Linked DNA regions of Triticum aestivum: region 1 is linked to region 2. A link is a contact called in public Hi-C data. All regions are on one chromosome and are shown on one strand. Each heading gives the region's core, a stretch centred on a gene start, on an enhancer-like site or on the middle of the called end of the contact. The rest is flanking DNA. Distances are from core to core; before and after follow the strand shown.

Region 1 (3,059 bases), core at 321-2,820, 550 kb after region 2:
CATTAAACTAGTGCGTCTGCCGAGGAACCTACACTGGCTCACCGAGCGCCATACGTTCGTCCGCATCCGGCCGGCATTAAACACCCCGCCGCTTGGCGCCTAGCATCCGCCTATTATTTAAATGTGGCTAGGCGCTCGGCAATTGCCACAACACACCTTCGCTCTCCGTATCCTCCTTGCACCACACCCGTCATGGCCTTGAGTTCCAAAGCCCTATGGGACGGCCTCTCCGGCGAGCAGAAGAAGGAACTCTCCCGCATTGCAGCCGGCTGGGTGACCCGCCGTGACAGTAGGATACAGGTTGGCTTGTCAGCGAGCTCTCCAGAGGGTAGCAACACGGACAAGCCGACGCAACCGCCCTCGTCGGTCTAGGCCGCCATCACCATTGGCGAGGCATGGGAACACTGCACCGACTTGGTGTTGGAAGAACAAGAGGCCGCGTTCCGGCAGGCGCACGTCGGCCAGAGGTACAACCTCCGCATCCTCGACGAGCACTGGCATGCGAAAGAGCAAATCATCGGCACGTTCATCATGGCAAACATGGACGAGTAGAAGGCGATGCTCCTGTCCTACGCAGCAGCCAGTGAAATCCGCCACGAGCGATCGTGGCACAGGTCCCTGCAGGCGGAGAAAGAAGCCATGTTCATGAAGATTGACGCGGCGGCGGAGGGATTTGATTGGAGCACACTGATGTCATCGCTAGCTCTGCGTCGGCCGCACCCCGCCGCCATGACGATGAAGCCGGCATGTCCGTGGCTATTGCCGATAGCGAGGAAAAGTAGACCATGGAAGACTGTCGCTTCTTGTGTCCTAGGAAGGCCACCGCCACCGTCTTGTCGGGCGTCACAGTCGGTGGCTTGCCTGCTTCACGGGGGCATAGGCCACCACAACTATCTTCCCTCGCCCAAAAACCAACCGTTCATCCGTGCTTCACGGAGGCAGAGCCTATTCTTCCCCTCGCGCTGAAGCATTTAGCTCTGGGGCTGGCGACGGTCCAGTGAGCTTGTTGTCGGACATGGGGAAGACATGTCGTGGCAAACAGGCTATGTCGCGGCCGACGATAGACTAGGTTAGAATCCGCCATAGTTTAGTTAAAATATTCTGAAATGTAAATGTGTTCGTCCGGTTTGCATGAATTTTGGTTTGTTGAAATCCATTTTGAAATGTATGCGGACAAGAACTGATCCATCAATCCATGGATGGATACGGTGCCCGGTTTAGAGGGTCAACGGGAGATGCCCTAAGCAAGCATTGGAATGTTTGGTACCTGACCAAGCTCGCTCTTCCAAATAGATGATGCATGAGTGATACGTTGGTGACTGTACAGAGTTCTTCTTTTATCTGCTTCTCGGCCGCACGAAAAGGTTGTTTTTTTCAGCACAGAGTCCATTAGACCGGTTTTTCATCAAACGGCAGAGGATGCTCGCTAGGTCCCACTGCCTTTTTATGAAAAAACATACTGATGTGGTAGACTCCGGATTGGGACAGCCCAAGGTGCCCGCCATCAGCACACTACTACTGACGTACTGTACCATTCTGTGTTGTTCTGTGGTTTTCAACTACCAAACCCACCAGTACAAGGGATGTCTTTTCTCCTTGGTTATATAATGAAGCTGATATGCACAAGCCAAGTCTCTTGGACAATCGTTACAAAGAGGAAAGAGGAGAAGATCGTGAAGCCATGGGAGGAGTTGGGGGAGGAGGAACAGGTAGAGGAAGAGGCGATCGCCAAGCAGAGCCGCTGCTTCGGAAGCTCTCTGAATCCTCTTCTGACAATTCTTCGGAGGAGCATCTAGTGAAAAGAACCGGTAAGTCCCTGCATCAGGATTATAATTATATACCTTGTTTTTATACTGGATGATTCGTCAGAAGCTATGTCATGAGCTTCCAAGTTCCAAACCCAGCCCCATGTCTGAAACTTCTGGTTTTGATGTGTTCTTCGCGGTGTACATCCAGCCAGCCAGCCAGCCATATAGTTTGCTTTTCCACATAATACATGAACTATCTTGATCTATATGCATGTAAATAGCCAAAATAAGAATCTGCCATGGAAATACTCAAACCATGTAAAGGAAAAACATTCATGTCATTTACACATCCAGCTCGATGGTGCTGAAGGTTCGGCGAGAAACTAAGCTGCCAGTCACTGTCAATGATGACAGTGGGTTCCACTTTGGGCCTGGCCGGCCACAACAGCGACGCCAAAGCATAACCACAATTCCAAACACATCACAACTGCTCCTCCGCGTGCCCCTCTCAAGATGACTTCATACCCCGGCGTGAGTCGTCACTTGCTTGCACGGCTAGACAATAGGCATGATGTCTAGTAATTGTCTATGTGTGCATTCTGCCGACGGAAAAGTTTTGATCTGTGGAGCTTCCTTGACAGGCACGGTATGGACGGCGATGGCGCACGTCATCACGGCGGTGATAGGGTCCGGCGTGCTGTCGCTGGCGTGGAGCGTGGCGCAGCTCGGCTGGGTCGGGGGGCCGGCGGCCATGGTGCTCTTCGCCGGGGTGACCGTGGTACAGTCCTCCCTGCTCGCCGACTGCTACATCTCCCGCGACCCGGAGCGCGGCGCCGCCGTCAGGAACAGGTCCTACGTCGACGCCGTCAGGCTCTACCTAGGTGATCATCATATCATTATATTCGTACCTTAGTACTGTTTACAAAAAAAACATTTTAATGTGCGTGCGCTTGCAGGCGAGAAGAGCCAGATGCTCAGCGGGTTTTTCCTCGGCTTCAGCTTGTTTGGGAACAGCGTGGTGTACACTCTCACCGCGGCCGCTAGCATGAGGTAGTAATAAACTTGTGGTTACTTTTTCTTTTCTTTTTTGGGCGGGTAAAGTTGTGATTAGTTGGCCAACTCTTATTTTGCAGGGCGATCGAGAGAGCCAACTGCTACCACAGGGAAGGCCACGGCGCGCCGTGCTGCGCCGCCACCGCCGGCGGGTCGTCGGACGCCTACTACATGCTCCTGTTCGGCCTCGCGCAGGTGGCGCTGTCGCAGATACCGGACTTCCACAGCATGGCGTGGCTCTCCGTCTTCGCCGCCGCC
Region 2 (2,944 bases), core at 81-2,580:
ATGGCGCTTCTAACTGGATAAGGAATACAGGCTTCACTACCTGGACATGGCATGCCTTACCGGACAACAAGGTTTTACCATCACAGGCTCAACAAATCTCCTTTCCGGCATTTTATCGTATGTATGTCAGTTTAGCACGCTCTCTATTTAGTGATCAGCATCTTGGTGCCAAGAAGCAGCACCAGCAGGTTCAGAAATTTCACATCACGATTAATAAGCATGCAAGTATGACTAGATGCTACTATTATCCTGTTATAACTAGCATGTGCTTGTAGTATGCACAGTGCGAATAACATGAAACGCGGACTAGTCGGCAAACCATGTCAATTCCTCTTCAATCGGTGAAGAATATCATCGGAAAGCTACAGCCCACATCCCTGCATTCAACTCGTAGCACCCCAATTCCTCACCGTAATCATCTAGCAACTCGGCCACCAAAATGTTCCCTCAATCGCTATTTAGTATTATTCCTCATGGTCTACAGTTCAATGACCGCTGATCCTCAATCGATGACACCCCGATCTGACGACACGACAGCAGACGTTTCGTCGGCGCGGCACGGATCAGGGAATCGACACCCCACGCATCTAAGCGGAGCATGTGACCGAACTCCCAGGTCCCAGCCCAATCTTCACAAATTCTAGATCAAACTCCGAAACCAGCAAGCAAGCATTAGAGCGTGGAGCTCAGCGAGGAGAGAGAGGGAGGTGGAAGGAAACGTACCCCTCTTGGCCTGCAGCAAGGTCCTCCCCGTGGTAGATCCGGCGCTCGCCTGGAACACGCCGTCTGCTCAAGCAAAACACATCACGGCGAACCCGTCAGAACAGAAGCCGCTGCTGCCGCGAGGCAAGACGCAAACGGTCGAGGCAGCAATGAACAAACAGCCGAAGCAGGAACAGGTAACGCACCGGAGATGAAGGGGGAAGCGGAGGCGAGCCCGACCAGGAGGGCGGCGATGACGAGGAGGAGCGGGAGCCCACGGCCGGCGGCCATCGCTCGTCCCTCCGCTCGGCGCACGCGTCCGAGCAGGGACGTAGGCTGTTGGATCTAGGACGACGACGACCGCGACGGCGGCCTGGTGGAGGAGGCGGACGGCGCGCGCAGACCCACCCACGTGCGCGCCTCGACTCTCCTCGCTGGTGCTTGTAAGCTGCACGGAGCGGGCGGGTGGTGCTACTGCTGCGTACAGCTGCGATTAATTAGTGGCGCCGGATGCTGCTGCGAGCTGGAACAGGAGGCAAAGGGGAGAAGAAGAAGAGAAGGACGTGACCACGCGGACGCGTTTTGTTTCGCCTGGCTTTGTTTGTTTTCTCGCTGACGGTGGTTATTCACTCGGATGGATTCTGGGACGAGCGAGTCAGCGAAGCGAAGCGACGTTATTTACACTGGAGACAACGACGGTAGATAGATATCCTAGGGAAAGCGGTCAAGGCGACGCATGTCTTGTGTTTGATCTTCACCGGCGAGGGTATTTTTCCCCTTGGCTGTTTTCCCTGCCGTTTTGTTCTTTTCTCTCTTTTTTTCCCTTAGCTGTTTTTCCTGCCACCGTATGTATGACAAATGTAAGGAATGAACGCACGCCGTCTATAGTAGGCGAGTAAAAATCGTTGAACCTTTCAGCAGTTCCAATCCACCAAACCCAAACCTCCTTCGTCTTCTGTTGGAGGAAGAGATGCCGTCTTCAATCTGGCAGCTGGCTGTTTTACTAGTTATGGCAGCAAACTTGCCCGCAAGAACGACGTGCCGCTCGCCAGCTAAGCTTGATGTGGTAGTATATCTTCGAGTGCCACACAGCTCACCGCACGTCAGAATACCACTCCCTCAACATGCGATCCACCACCAATGATGCTTGCACCAATCAACGACGGTGCTCAATAAAAGAGGTTTGTCCATTTTTGTCAAACATGGCGTGGCCAAGCGCAATCTACAATTTGGGCTGAGAACCCATGGAACGTTGGTAGAAAAAAAGGAACAACCCAGGGCTGTACAAAATGCACTTTGTGGCTATTTCAACACATGAAAAAAAATGCTGCAACACCATGTCCTGCTTATTCTTTCTCAAAAAAAAAAAAACCATGTCCTGCTTGTTTGGTTTGTTGCAGCAACAGGTCAGATGAGTGGCGTCACGAAAAGAAAGTATGCGGTATTGCTTACTCTGAAAGTAGGGGGTAAAACTAGTATATGCATGGACGCCTTCAACCAAAGAATGGTGTTAATTATGAGACCCCAGCCTCAACTGTTCTGACAATGAAAATGCGCATAAGCATTCAAATACAGGCATACAGCAGATCAGGAGGCGCATAGAGGCAGAGAAAACAGAAAACATAAACAGAACATGAGCTGTGCGTCGGGATTCATCTTTTAACTTTCTTTTGCTGTATATAAGCCACGCTATATTCAGTTATCTTCCAGGACGCTCTTCTTGACCATCCCCTCAGTTTTCCTCCGGTCACCAACTATCTATCCTTATTAACATCACCCATCTTTTTGATTGACCAAAAAGAGAAGCGAGACTGAGCAGCCATATACAAAGCAATGCTGTTTAGTTTCTGTCGGAAAGCAGTCATCAAAGTTGCCATCTCTGTTTTTTTTCTTGTTCATGTACATTGCTGTGAGTTTATTACGTACAAAATTTCCTTCTCTGCACCAAACCAAAAAGAAGCAAACATTAGTGTCTCGCAAAATTAACCTCAAATATAAGCCGAAGAGTAAATCCGAAACGCATACTAGTACATATATCCCCAGAGGCAGGTCAAACACTCAATGTCCCTTTTAGATCACAATTCAATAATATTGTGGGTTGAAAAATAACTGAACAAATTGTACACAGCGTTTGAAATCCATAATGTGGTGTTGCTTACTCTATGACCAGACTCTGTCACGGACTCCAATGTTTCAGCCATCTGCATTTGTTTGATCACTGTTGCATGCAATACCTGGATGA

What was found. Hi-C and Micro-C count contacts between places; a contact is called where the count stands out from the background.
Region 1: a Hi-C map of leaf shows a contact between it and region 2, with 7 times the contacts expected there. The contact joins the promoter of LOC123138068 here to the promoter of LOC123138063 in region 2. A contact is called at or near these places in 2 of 5 Hi-C or Micro-C datasets (both in leaf).

The regions. Positions count from the first base shown.
Region 1 is chr6B:569,954,118-569,957,176 of IWGSC CS RefSeq v2.1, forward strand. LOC123138068 (probable amino acid permease 7) reads left to right here and starts at 1,571. Exons shown (of 5, transcript XM_044557963.1): 1 at 1,571-1,808; 2 at 2,390-2,629; 3 at 2,705-2,798; 4 at 2,882-3,059. The coding sequence starts at 1,619.
Region 2 is chr6B:569,408,888-569,411,831 of IWGSC CS RefSeq v2.1, forward strand. LOC123138063 (GPI-anchored protein LLG1) reads right to left here and starts at 1,331. Exons shown (of 3, transcript XM_044557958.1): 1 at 909-1,331; 2 at 724-786. The coding sequence starts at 993. LOC123138062 (phosphatidylinositol/phosphatidylcholine transfer protein SFH8) reads right to left here. Exons shown (of 15, transcript XM_044557953.1): 14 at 2,862-2,936; 15 at 2,195-2,641. The coding sequence ends at 2,621.